Regions from separate parts of the Mus musculus genome. Here all the other regions are linked to region 1. A link is a contact called in public HiChIP or PLAC-seq data. All regions are on one chromosome and are shown on one strand. The core of a region is the stretch at or near the end of the contact, and the rest is flanking DNA. Distances in the headings are between cores, read along the strand shown.

Region 1 (4,092 bases), core at 530-3,029:
CACCCTAAGTAATATGTGTCCATAGGTCTATCTGGATGATACTGGGCCAGTCTCTATGAGTTCAACGTCAGCCTGGTCTACCTAGCAGACTCCTGGCCAGCCAAGACTACACAGAGGAGCCCTGCCTCAAAAACAGGAAAACAAACAAGCAAAGGAGGAGGAGGAGGAGGAGGAGGAGGAGGAGGAGGAGGAGGAGGAGGAAGAGGAGGAGGAGGAGGAGGAGGAGGAGGAAGAGGAGGAGGAGGAGGAAGAGGAGGAGGAGGAGGAGGAGGAGGAGGAGGAAAAACCACTTCATTAACCAACAAAATCCAACTGGGCATACTGACTGGTCAGTAGCTACTTTCTTATTTTCTCACTTTTTTTTTCCAGTTTATCTGACGGTTCAGGACACTGAGACTGTAACAGTAATGGAAAAGGAAAGGAGGGGCCTTCCTTTTCAGGGCGGGGTGAGGGAAGGAGTGCAAGTGACTGAATCTGGAGAGGGGTGCTGTGGGTTAGCTCAGTGATGCAACTGGCACGCACGAGTTAGTAACACATACACACACCACCCACACCCTTCCTTCTGAAACAAGGGACAGGAGAGTTGGAGGTGAGCTAGGGCGGCTAGCCATGAAGATGAGGGCAGTGGCACTATAAACCAAAGACTGCTGTTGAGGTGCCTGGTATGTGAGACATGCCTAGTGGGGTCCCTTGGCAGCTAGTGAGGAACAGTGCTAAGAGAAGCCAGTCACATCTAAGGGCCCTTGTCCAGTTCCCGGAGAGAAAAGGGAGAGAAAAAGGACATATTTAGTAGCCAGGAGAGTACTTTCTTTTGTGGCATGAAGCAAAAGAAGCAATGTAGGAGGGGAACTGAGAGATGAGAGAACAAATCAGAAGAAAGTTGGTGTAAACTGTAGCAGCAAGGGCAGCAGGGAGATTGGTGTAGATGTCCCCTCTGCTGTTGCGTCCCTCTCTGGAAAATGAACACAGTGCATAGAGGCAGTGGTTTTGGTTTGACAGTGCTGCCCAGCAGCTCTTCTGTAACAGCAGAGAAGAGCTACACCTGCACCGCGTAACACGAAGCGGGGGCGAGGAGACAGAGAGAGACAGAGAGAAAGAGACAGAGAGGTGACAGTTTTGATTTCCCTCCCTTGAGACAGGCTCTATGTAGCTCACTCTGGCATGGAGCTTGCGATGCTCTTGCCTCAGACTCCCAAGTGCTGGTTCTAGAGGGAGGCACCCCTGCAACTTACTGAAACATTGAATTTTTAAATTTTAAGCCATAGAGGCAAGTCCTCAAATTTTCAAAACTGTAATATATATATAATTTTTATACTTTTAATTTTTATTAAAAAACATGTTTTTTCATACAGTGTATTCTGATCATGGAGTCCCCCTTCTTCAGCTCCTCCCAGATCCTCCCCATCTCCACAGCCACCCAACTCCACATCCTTTCTTCCTCAACAAATAAAAAACAACAGCAAACCTAGAACAGGACAAAATAGGCAAATGGGGGAAAATAGCCAAAGAAAAATAACAAGAAACACATACAGACACACACACACACACACAAATCCCATAAAAACACAAAATCAGAAAACATAATATAAGATCTCTAAGGTTAAAAAGTAAGAAAGGAAGAGAAAGAGGGAGGAAGAGGGAGGGAGGGAGAGGGAGGGAGGGAAGAAGAAAGGAAGGTAGGTAGCTCCAGACAAAGCATTTCGTACCTTTGTTCTCTAGTACTATCCAGACAAAAACTCTCCAAAAATACCACTGACTTTGTTTTGTTTTGGTCATCTACTGCTGGGCATGGTGCCTGCCTTTAGGTGTGGTTTGTATAACCCTTGATATACTGTTCGAGAAAATTCATTATTCCTTTGTAAACAAGTGACAATTGGCCTCTGGGTTTATGCTCACTTCCCTTTTCAGGACTGGAACTCTGCCTGGGTTTCAGGACACGCCCTGTGCATGCTGCTAGGCTCTGTAAGTCCATCTGTCCTATTATATCTAGAAGACATCGTTTCTTTGGTGTCCTTTATCCTTATTGGCTCTTACAATCGTTCTGCCACCTCTTCCATAGAGTTCTCTGAGCACTGAGGTGAAAATTGTCCTTTCAATTTCTGTAAAGGATTGTGTTGGACTTTTGATGGGAATTGCACTGAATTGCTGTTGGTAGGATGCCATTTTTTTTCTGATCTGATCCATGAGCATGGGAGATCTTTCCATTTTCTGGTATCTTCTTCAATGTCTTAAAAATTTTATAATGCAAGTCATTTGCTTGTGTTGGGGTGACCTTCCCTAATGTTGTTCTTGTTTGACTAGAGTTACCCCAACACACACACACACACACACACACACACACACACACACACACACACACACACACAATGAGGTTATTGTGGAAGGTGGTATTTCCCTGATTTGTCATTTGTATATAGGAAAACTACTGATTTTTGGTGTTAATTTTGTATCCTGCTACTTTGCTGAAAGTGGTTATGAGCAGTCAAAGTTTATTGGTATAGATTTTAGTGTCATTTATGTATAAACATAAAAGATACATTGGCTTCTTCCCTTCCTGTCTGTATCCCTTTGATCTCCTTCAGTTGTCTTACTGCTCTAGCTAAGACTTCAAGCATTATATTGACCGGGGATGGAGAGAGTGGCCATCCTTGTGTTGTTCCTGGTTTTAGTGTAATTGCTTTGAGTTTCTCTTTGCTGGGGTTAATATTGCCTGTGGGCTTGCTGTAAAGTGCCTTTATCATGTTGAGGTGTATCCCTTGTAGCCCCAGTCTCTCCAGGCCTTCTCTTCATCTAATGAGATGCACCTGTGGTTCATGTCTTTCAGTCTGTTTATGTGGTGGATTACATTTTACAGTTTATGTAGAACCATTCTCTAGAATGAAGCCTATTTGATCATGGTGGATTTTTTTTTTGCATGTGTTCTTATATTCAGTTTGCAAGTATTTTATTGAGAAGATTTGCATCTATGTTCACAAAGGAATTTGGCCTGTATTTTTTTTTTTCTTTGTTGGGTCTTTGTGCAGTATCAGGATAACTGTGGTCTCATAAAATGAATTAGCCAAAGCTCCTGCTTCTATTTTGTAGAATACTTTGAAGACTGTTGCCCTTAATTATTCTTTGAATGTCTGGTAGAATTCTGTGCTAAGTCTATCTGCACCTGGGTGGTTTTTGGTGGAGGGACTTTTAAGTACTGCTTCTGTTTCACTAGGAGTTATCAGTCTGTTCAAATTGCTTATGTAATAGTGATTTAATATTGGTATAACATTGGTAGGTGGTATACATCAAAAATTTTATCCATTTCTTTCAGGTTTTCCAATTTGATGGAATACATATTTTTAAAGTATGCCTTTATGGTTATATGGATTCCTTCATTGTCTGTTATGTCCCTGTTTTTATTTCTAATTGTATTAATTTGGATCTTCTCTCTCCATCGTTTAGTAAATTTGGGTAAAGGTGTATCAATCTTACTTTCTCAAGGGACCAATTCTTCCTTTCATTGATTCTTTGTATTATTTTTGTTTTTTCTTCAGCCAAGCTTGATTACTTCCTTTGGGTGTGATTTGTGTTCTAAAGCCTTCAGGTGTCCTATTGAGTTGCTGATATAATCTCTCTCTCTCTCTCTCAGCACTTAGTGCTTACATTGAGTCCCATAGGTTTGGTTATGTTGTGTTTTTTGTTTTGTTTTGTTCTGTTTTTTGAGACAGAGTTTCTCTGTATAGCCCTGGCTGTCCTGGAACTCACTCTGTAGACCAGGCTGGCCTCAAACTCAGAAATCCACCTGCCTCTGCCTCCTGAGTGCTGGGATTAAAGGTGTGTGCCACCAGTGCCCGGCGGTTATGTTGTATTTTAATTTTCATCCAATTCTTTTGTTTGTTTGTTTTTTCGAGGCAGGGTTTCTCTGTGTAGCCCTGGCTGTCCTGGAACTCACTCTGTAGACCAGGCTGGCCTCGAACTCAGAAATCCACCTGCCTCTAACTCCAGAGTGCTGGGATTAAAGGCGTGTGCCACCACGCCTGGTAATCCAATTCTTAAACTTTTAAAATTTCTTAATTTCTGTCTTGACCAATTTTTCACTCAGTAGTACACTGTTCA
Region 2 (4,092 bases), core at 458-2,957, 150 kb after region 1:
AGCATTGTGGAAGAGATGGGTATGTAAAGAATGGACCAGAGAAAGAGACCACAGAGAAACGGCATCAGGGCAAAGACCCTGTTCAAGCAATAAGTAGAAGGCTTTCTTTCAGTCCTTACTTTGTGTTGGTTACACACTCAGGCTCTCACCTGTGTTTGGTTTCAGACCCCAGGACAAAGACTTGAGGTGCATAGTTCACATACCAAAGCAGACCTGGCCTGCAGGTTCTCCCAGCATCCCTTAGGCCCTACCTGGCATACCCTGCCCCCAACCCTGAACTTCCAGCCTAGGGGCTGAACTGCCCTTCCCCCAGAGGCTCTTCCCTATATACTATATAATCCAGACACTTTGTCTCTTCTTCTTCCTCCTCTTCCTCCTCCCCCTCATCCTCTTTTCCTTCTCTCTGTCTGTGGGAGCTCTTTCTCTCTTTCTCTCCCCCCTCTCTTCTTCTCCCTCCTCATGACAATAAATCTGGCTTTCTTTATGTATTTTAATCTGGCTTGAGTTGGCTCATTTCACTGGTGGAGAAATAACTTACCACACCTGTCCTATATTTACAAAATCACTTTGGTTCAGGGTGGGTTTTGTAGAAATTAATTTTCCTGCAGGGTAGGAAGGCATGGGGGTGGGGGTGGAATTGCTGCCATTTCTTTTTCAGGAAACATTTACCTCCTATCCTGTCCTTTCTACAATACCCCAGAAGGATACTGAGGCTAATGAGAAAGACAGTGCAGGATCTATCTAGAACTGCTTGATAAATTAGTGAATTCTAGTGACCGTGAAAGGGTGTGCTGAGTCTTTTAACACTAAATATCCTGAAGGGATTTTTTTTTCCCTAGTATGAGGAATTAAGTCTGGGACCTTGAGTATAAGGGTCCAAAATTGATGAAAGAAGACTCCAGACTCAGAATGCAAAAAGAAAGACATTTAGGCCGGGCGTGGTGGTGCATGCCTTTAATCCCAGCACTTGGGAGGCAGAGGCAGGTGGATTTCTGAGTTCGAGGCCAGCCTGGTCTACAGAGTGAGTTCCAGGACAGCCAGGGCTACACAGAGAAACCCTGTCTCAAAAAAACCAAAAAAAAAAAAAAAAAAAAAAAGAAAGAAAGACGTTTAATCTGTAGAAACAACCAGTATGTTGTGGGAGTCAACCATTTTTTGAAATGGGGACCCCAGACAAAGGCGTGAAGACCTTCTTGTAGGGAACTGGGGGAACTCTCTAGAAGGACTGGGTAATCTAAAACTTCACTGGTGGGTGCTAGGGAGTCATAGGGGGTCAGTGGCCCGCATTCCTATGTCATGAATGTTTAACCATAGGATGAGATAAGGCTGCCCAGCACAGTTGGCCCATTCTGAGATAAGATAGTTTCCCATTTTGTGATTATCCCCGGGCTGTTATTTGGGAGGGGGCTTTGTGATTTTGTTCTGAATTTTATGGTCTATCTCTGGAGCTGGTCTTTTATGGCCTAGTTTCTGGGACTTACGGTCTGTTCCTGGAGCTGGTGCCTTACGGCCATTTTTTTCTAAATCAGGCCTGGTCCTTAAATGGAGACAAATGGGGCTCTTGTTGTCCTTTCATGAGGCTTATGTTGTCCTTTCATGAGCATGTAAATGAACACTCCAGCACTGAGCTCTGGCTTGTTCAGCCCAGACAGGATCTGAGCTGCCACCTTCCAGTCTTTGCCTTCCAAGTACCTGACATTATTTGCTTGCCTTACAGGCCTGTTCAGGAATCTCTTTATCAGAGTGTGGAGGTTTAGCTCCTGACGTCAGGTCTGGGAATGGATCCAGGGCAGATCCAACTCTCCCCCTTTCAACTTGTTCATAACTTTAAACTTGAACACTTAGATGAGACTTAAGTGCTGTTCAGACCAAATTTCTACCCAAAGTATAACTCTTTCTGGGACAAAGAAAAACCCTCTAGAAATGGAGGCCACAAACCTCCTGGGGAAGCTTAACAAGGTGGAAATTGCACCCCCCCCACACACACACACACACTAGGCAGACAGCTCTCTAGCTCGCTTTCTCTCTCTCTCTCTCTCTCTCACACACACACACACACACACACACACACACACATACACGGCAGATAGCCCCCCATACACACACACACTAGGCAAACAGCCCTTCCCCACTAGGCAGACAGCTCTCTAGCTTGCTCTCTCTCTCTCTCTCACACATACACGGAAGATAGCCCCCCCACACACACACACACTAGGCAAACAGCCCTTCCCCACTAGGCAGACAGCCCCACACACTCACACACACACACACACACAGGGACAGACATACACACACACTAGACAGACAGACAGACAGACACACACACACACACACACACACACACACACACACACACACACACACACGGCAGACAACCAGTATGGGGCATTCTTGGACCTCCAAGGTCTTATTTAAGATCTGCCTGGGATGTCACCTACTGTGACTTCAGTGGAGACAAATAAAGAGGATAAAATAGGCCTAAGACCTCAGGGGCAAAAATGAGGGTGTCTGGTCAGAAAATAAAGAAGGCACTGTGCTTGGTGATCTGATCGCTACTTTTCATGTTGCTGTAATTAAATACCCAACAAAAGTAACATAAGAGGGGGGTTGTTCCCACCCTGAGGGTACATCCATCACGGAGCAGAAGGCCTGGCAGTGGCAACAGTGGCAACGGCAGCTGTATATCAGCGCACTTTCTCCTTTTTATTCATTCTAAAACTCTAGCCCATGGAATCCAGGCAAAGAAAAGAAGAAGAAAAAAAGACGACCCTGCACAGAGCCTTTACCCTGGAGCGTGGCTCATTTTCCGTTGGTAGTAGTCAGAGGCAGGAAACTTCTAGCACTGTGGATGGACAACAGTGATGTCTACCCAGTCTGTGCTTATTTAGCGCCAGAATTGTATGGGACCTTCAGTTTTAACACTTCACTCAGATTCCTAAAGTAATTATCTGTGTCTACCTAGGCTCAGGACAACTTGTGACCTAGCGTGTAAACACTTCTCTCTGACCCATGAGTTTCTACAACACAATCAAGCCTTTCAATCTTGAGTAAAGCACACCCTCAGAGTAATGTAAAAAATGGAGGGAAGCAATTTAAAAATATTTTAAGACTTCCCTGAAATTTTTATACAGTGTATTTGATCATATTTATACCTTTCAACTTTTCTTGCCTCTGCCTTTACCTTCCTCCCTTACCCAACTTGTGCTCTTAGCTTTTTTAGTTCAAATTCCATTATTCAAATGGTTGGGTGTGGGGCCAGTCCTGGAAATTGGCCAACCTACCAGGAGTTACACCCTTAAAGAAAACTGATCCTCCCAGATCCAGCTGTCATCAAAAACAAATAGCTCCTCTGCTGGGGTTGGACTTCCGGCCAAGGTCCACCAGGAGATTCCTAACATTCCTTAGAGTTAAAATTTGGTTTTCCCACTCTGGTGCAGGCCTGTGGCCTTGGTCCTGCTGAGATGCTTAGAAGCTTTATTTAAAAAGTCTGGGTCCCCATGAAACCCTACAATACTCAGGCTTACCAGGACATTTGGTAGTGAAAGACCCACAACGTGAGGACTCCCCCATGTTCTGACTCAGGAGAGGCGACACCCCAAATCACTCATAAGAAATGGTCTTGCTGCAAACTGCAAGAGGATTTTTATTCAAGAGTGATCTCGGGGGCCCACGGTCATACACCATGCAGGGGTAGAGGACCGTGGCGCGCCAAGTAGCTGGGTAAGGGGGTATTTAAAGGAAGAAACCACAACTCAAGGAAGTGGGGAGGGCGTTGTTGGTTAAGAGTCCCAAGGAAGTGCAAAGTCACAAGAGTCACAAGGAATACCTGGTAATTGTGCAGGTTATCTCTCAAGACAGTTTCTAAGAGCCCCTAACAATAGCACATTTGCATAGCGGGTTCCAGCAGTGGTCAGGTTGACTTTCTTTGAATGAACACTCTTTGAACCCAGGAAGCGGGTGGGTGGATGAATGTCGCTATCTGTTTTATGATTAGCATACCTTGGAGCATTAGTCACAGAGGTCATATTCCCAAGCCTGGGCCTAAAGGCCTAGAATTTTGTTTTTACGTTATACTTTCAGTAGGAGTGGAGT
Region 3 (4,092 bases), core at 764-3,263, 130 kb before region 1:
CTATCAGGTTTCTGGGTTTGGTCTTGGTTTTTAGTATTCTTTTAAAACCTTGTATCCATTTCTTCATTTAACCCATGTTTTTGCACATGCTCCTAAGGTGTAATCTTCCCTTGTTAAGGGAAATAGGAACAGAGAAATAAAATGAATGATTTTAAAGAAATGAGGCTGTTTCCCACCCCACACATTGCTATATATAGTGGACTTCCACATAGGTGTTCTGTTTTGTTTTTAAGCTTAGGTTTTAGAGTGGTTTACATGTAGAGATCATTTGAAAAGTTCTGCTTCCAGCATATTTAGGTATGCTGAGCTGTCTTGTGGCTACATATTAGTTTTAGGAATCAGCCCACAACTCTGAAGAGGCAAGTTTGGTAGGTAAAATAAGTTATGGAATCTCTCTTTAGATCTAAACTTATTTACTATTGATGATTAAGTGAATTTTTTTAATCAGACTTTGTGTGGCTGTGGGATAACACAGGCAGCATTTGGAAACAGGTGCAGTAAAAGTTGGCATTCAGCAGAGTGTGTGTGTGTGTGTGTGTGTGTGTGTGTGTGTGTGTTTAGACTTTTATGGTTTTGAATCTTCAACCTTTAAAAATGAACAGTAAATAATTGGAAACAAAGAATGGGGGAAATGATTTTTAAATTATATCTTGTAAACTTTATTTTGTTGATACATAATTTTTATATCTGTCTTGCTTATCAGGAAGTCCTACAAGCAAGCTCCCAGTGGCCTCTCAGGCTTCCCAAGGAACAGGGTCCCCTATTCCTAAGATTCATGGAAGTAGTTTTTTGACATCTACTGTGAAGGTAAACTGTCCCTGCTTTACTATATTGCGCAAGCTCAGCGGGGGTGCTACCCAAAGACAGCATTTGATCCTGAAGATTATTTCTTCTTCACTTTCTTCCTGATATAGGAGACAGTGCTCAGCACATCTCTCAAGTGCTTACCCAGTACTAGTTGAAAGCTCAGTACGGGAAGAGGCAGCCTTACTTACTTCATTAAAAATACTCCTTGAGAGGCTGGAGAAATGGCTCAGCTGTTCAGAGTGCCTGCTGCTCTTAAAGGTCCCGGAAGCTACATAGCAGCTCACGGCTACCTGTAACTCCAGCTTCAAAGGATCTAATGCCACTTCTAGCCTTTTTAGGCACTGCACACACATGTGCAGACTCACACAGACACATATACATTCTCTATAAAAATGTTTGCCTGGCAGCATGGTTTCTGATGGTACAAGGAGCAAACCTTGTCCCCTTTGCACACATCAGCCTTAGTTAATTAATTTAAAAGTAATTCTTGGGCTGGTGAGATGGCTCAGTGGGTAAGAGCACCTGACTGCTCTTTCGAAGGTCCAGAGTTCAAATCCCAGCAACCACATGGTGGCTCACAACCATCCGTAAGGAGATCTGACTCCCTCTTCTGGAGTGTCTGAAGACAGCTACAATGTACTTACATATAATAAATAAATAAATCTTTAAAAAAAAAAAAAAAAAAAAAAGTAATTCTTAACCTCTTCAAATAGAGAGTAGTTCAGAATATCACCTATCCATACAGCATCCGACTTCTTCACATACTCAAGACAGTCTGCTCAGTATTTGGCCAAAGCACTTCCCTGTTTGGCTCCTGTTTTCTCAAGATGGTTATCTTACTTGAAAGCCTTTCAGATGCAGACTGCTGTCTGAGTGGCCCTGAGATGCAAATCTGCTTTAGTGAGTACCCACCCCAGCAGTTAACATTCCTCTAACTTAGTTGACAGGGATCACAGATGGTTTTCTGATCAGAATGAGGTTTTCTTGGAGTAACTCCCTTGAAAGTCTTACCTCTACCATTTATTTTTTAGTATTTGTTGATGACATTTCATTTCGTAGGCAAGTAGTAGTCTTAACTTTAATTATTTTCCTTAAAGTTCAATTTTGGCACATTATCTCTGAGATCTGCTTTTGTCTTTTGAGGTGGAGACAAAGGTCAGTGGTTTTTATCTCACTCTGCTGTTGCTTTCCATTTTCTATTCCCACTTCCTTCCTTTGATGGTTTGCTTGTTTTGTGGTAAGCTTTCACTGTAGTCTAGGCTGGAGCTTGGGACCGTCCTGTCTCCCCCTCCTGAGATACAGGGTTACCTTGGCCTAGAGCATTGTTTTCTTATCCTTTTTATTCCTTTGGAAAATTTATTTTCCAAATGTGAAACTCATTTTACATTTATCTGTATTCCAGATACTGAGTGAATTTTTCAAGACAAGTTGAGAGTATAAAAGAAAAAAAACACACACTCTAAAACATCACCATTATTTGTTAGAATAACTTACTTAGTGCCTGTGCTTTAGGAATATAAAGCCAAATACAACCCCTGTCCTCTACCATCTGGCAAAAGATCAGACATACATAAAGAATCAAATATTAGGAATGGACATAAAGATCAGTTGGTGTTGTGTGAAAAGACTTCCTAGGGAGATGCAGTGCTCATATCTATTCACTCCAGATAGGGAACCAACAACAGATCAAAGTCCACTGTGGTAAACCAATGAGTTTTTTATTGAGGTTACTTACATGAGTATGGGTGAGGGGTTACTTACAGGGGCAGAAATGACTCAAAAACAGCTGCTTCACCAAGGCCCAGCCCAGGAAGGGTGCTGACTCACAGAAGCAAGGAAACCTGGAGTAGGTTAGAGTATCCTTTCCTAGTGACTATGTTAGTCAGGCAGCCTTGCTGGTTTTTCTCCTCCTTGCTGGTCTGATCTCAGGGCCTTTCCTGCAGCTTGCCTTGTCTTTCTTGCTTACTCTGAGAGGGGGGCCCTCGTGAATCTGCTCAGCTATTTTGAGACGTTTACCTTTGCCTTAAGGAACTTCCCTGGGAGATAGAGCATGTCAGTCTCCAAGAAACTGCTACACAACACTGGTAGAGTGCTTCTCCTACATGCACAGAGCTTTGGGTTCCGTCCCCAATGCCACATAAAAACAAGTGTGAGGTTGTAAGCATGTAATCCCAGCACTCGAGAAGTAGAGGCAGGAGCATCAGAAGTTCAAGGTTTTCTTTAGCTAGATAGTGAAACCAACCTGGTCTACCTGACACCCTGTCTTATAGGACTGTAACATCCATCAGGACACAGGTGAGTAGCCTTTTGCTGAGCTGATTTCCTGATTTTTCAGGCAGGGTTTCAGTGTTTAGTCCAGGCTAGACTTGAACTAACAGTCCTCCTTTGTCAGCCTCCTGTGCAGTGAGTTACTACTGGTGCTCAGATGGAATTGCATACCTCATTTTTTATTTGCTTTTAAAAAGGAAATTACAGTAAATGTATAGAAGCTTAGAAGATCTCTAGCATTGTGGGTTTTTGTTTTGTCGTGTGTGTGTGTGTGTTGCTGGCTGTGGTAGGTTTGTATTAAGTAGATAATATTACTGTATTAAGTGTACTAAGTGGCTAGAGTATCTGAAAGCATCCGTTTGGGCCTGTTATATAATATATAGTAATGTTTTTACATACAGCAGGAGGAGTCTTTATTCGCATCTATGCCACCTCTTTGCCCAATTGGTAGTCACCCTAAAGTGCAGAGCCCCAAAGCTGTGACTGGAGGACTTGGGGCTTTCACAAAGGTGAGTGTGTGTCATAGCCTTACCTGTGGCCTTCCCACTCTTTAATAGGCCTTAGCTCTGAGATGTGCTCCCACTTATTTAATGCTGTCCATGTCCTAGGACTCCAGGGACACGGGAGTTCAGAGGTCACGGCCTATTTTGTCTCTCTTTGCTGCCTTCCTACCCCGTCTCTATGACAAGTGACAGAGCAGGGATCAAGTGAGATACAATTTGCCTAAGGACTCGTATCTCTTAAAGCATTATTTTACCTTTTTCATGGAGCCGTTCTGTGTATCCAAACTTGATTAACACTGCAGAGACTAGATTCACAGTTTCATAGTAGGTCCTTCCTCCTCCTCCCCATGGGATACTTATTCAGTGTCATTGTGTGTTGCAAGGTGATCATCAAACAGGAACCTGGAGAAGCTCCTCATGTGTCCACAACAGGAGCTGCGAGCCAGTCAGCATTCCCTCAGTATGTGACCGTGAAAGGGGGTCACATGATAGCTGTGTCCCCTCAAAAGCAGGT

The links. HiChIP or PLAC-seq counts read pairs in DNA pulled down with a chosen protein or histone mark.
Region 2: an H3K27ac HiChIP or PLAC-seq map of embryonic stem cells shows a contact between it and region 1, with 17 read pairs. The contact joins the enhancer-like site here to the promoter of Cyp2ab1 in region 1. A contact is called at or near these places in 9 of 39 promoter capture datasets (the C10 cell line, the HPC-7 cell line, embryonic stem cells and 4 more), 2 of 15 datasets of contacts at CTCF or cohesin (CD8 T cells and pro-B cells), 31 of 484 Hi-C or Micro-C datasets (the AML12 cell line, the CH12 cell line, DN3 thymocytes and 20 more), 9 of 115 datasets of contacts at active chromatin or transcription factors (embryonic stem cells, extraembryonic endoderm stem cells and trophoblast stem cells) and 3 of 9 other capture datasets (adipose tissue, liver and pancreatic islet).
Region 3: a contact with region 1 is called in an H3K27ac HiChIP or PLAC-seq map of embryonic stem cells, with 6 read pairs. The contact joins the enhancer-like site here to the promoter of Cyp2ab1 in region 1. A contact is called at or near these places in 2 of 39 promoter capture datasets (3T3-L1-derived adipocytes and macrophages), 2 of 115 datasets of contacts at active chromatin or transcription factors (both in embryonic stem cells) and 4 of 9 other capture datasets (adipose tissue, embryonic stem cells, liver and 1 more).

Annotation. Positions count from the first base shown.
Region 1 is chr16:20,323,625-20,327,716 of GRCm38.p6, forward strand. Cyp2ab1 (cytochrome P450, family 2, subfamily ab, polypeptide 1) reads right to left here and starts at 1,780. Exons shown (of 9, transcript NM_183158.3): 1 at 1,707-1,780.
Region 2 is chr16:20,475,349-20,479,440 of GRCm38.p6, forward strand. No RefSeq gene overlaps it. Among named protein-coding and RNA genes, the nearest start is that of Gm41432, 20 kb to the left of the region's middle. Within about 2 kb of position 1,708, at least 73 of the 459 cell types and tissues checked have an H3K27ac peak or open chromatin away from gene starts, as enhancers often do. A contact at or near this core is called in the AML12 cell line, Sertoli cells, embryonic fibroblasts and 5 more, where this site is marked.
Region 3 is chr16:20,189,683-20,193,774 of GRCm38.p6, forward strand. It overlaps Yeats2 (YEATS domain containing 2), which reads left to right. Exons shown (of 31, transcript NM_001145930.1): 13 at 704-807; 14 at 3,477-3,584; 15 at 3,962-4,092. Among named protein-coding and RNA genes, the nearest start is that of Gm41431, 45 kb to the right of the region's middle. Within about 2 kb of position 2,014, at least 52 of the 459 cell types and tissues checked have an H3K27ac peak or open chromatin away from gene starts, as enhancers often do. A contact at or near this core is called in embryonic stem cells, where this site is marked.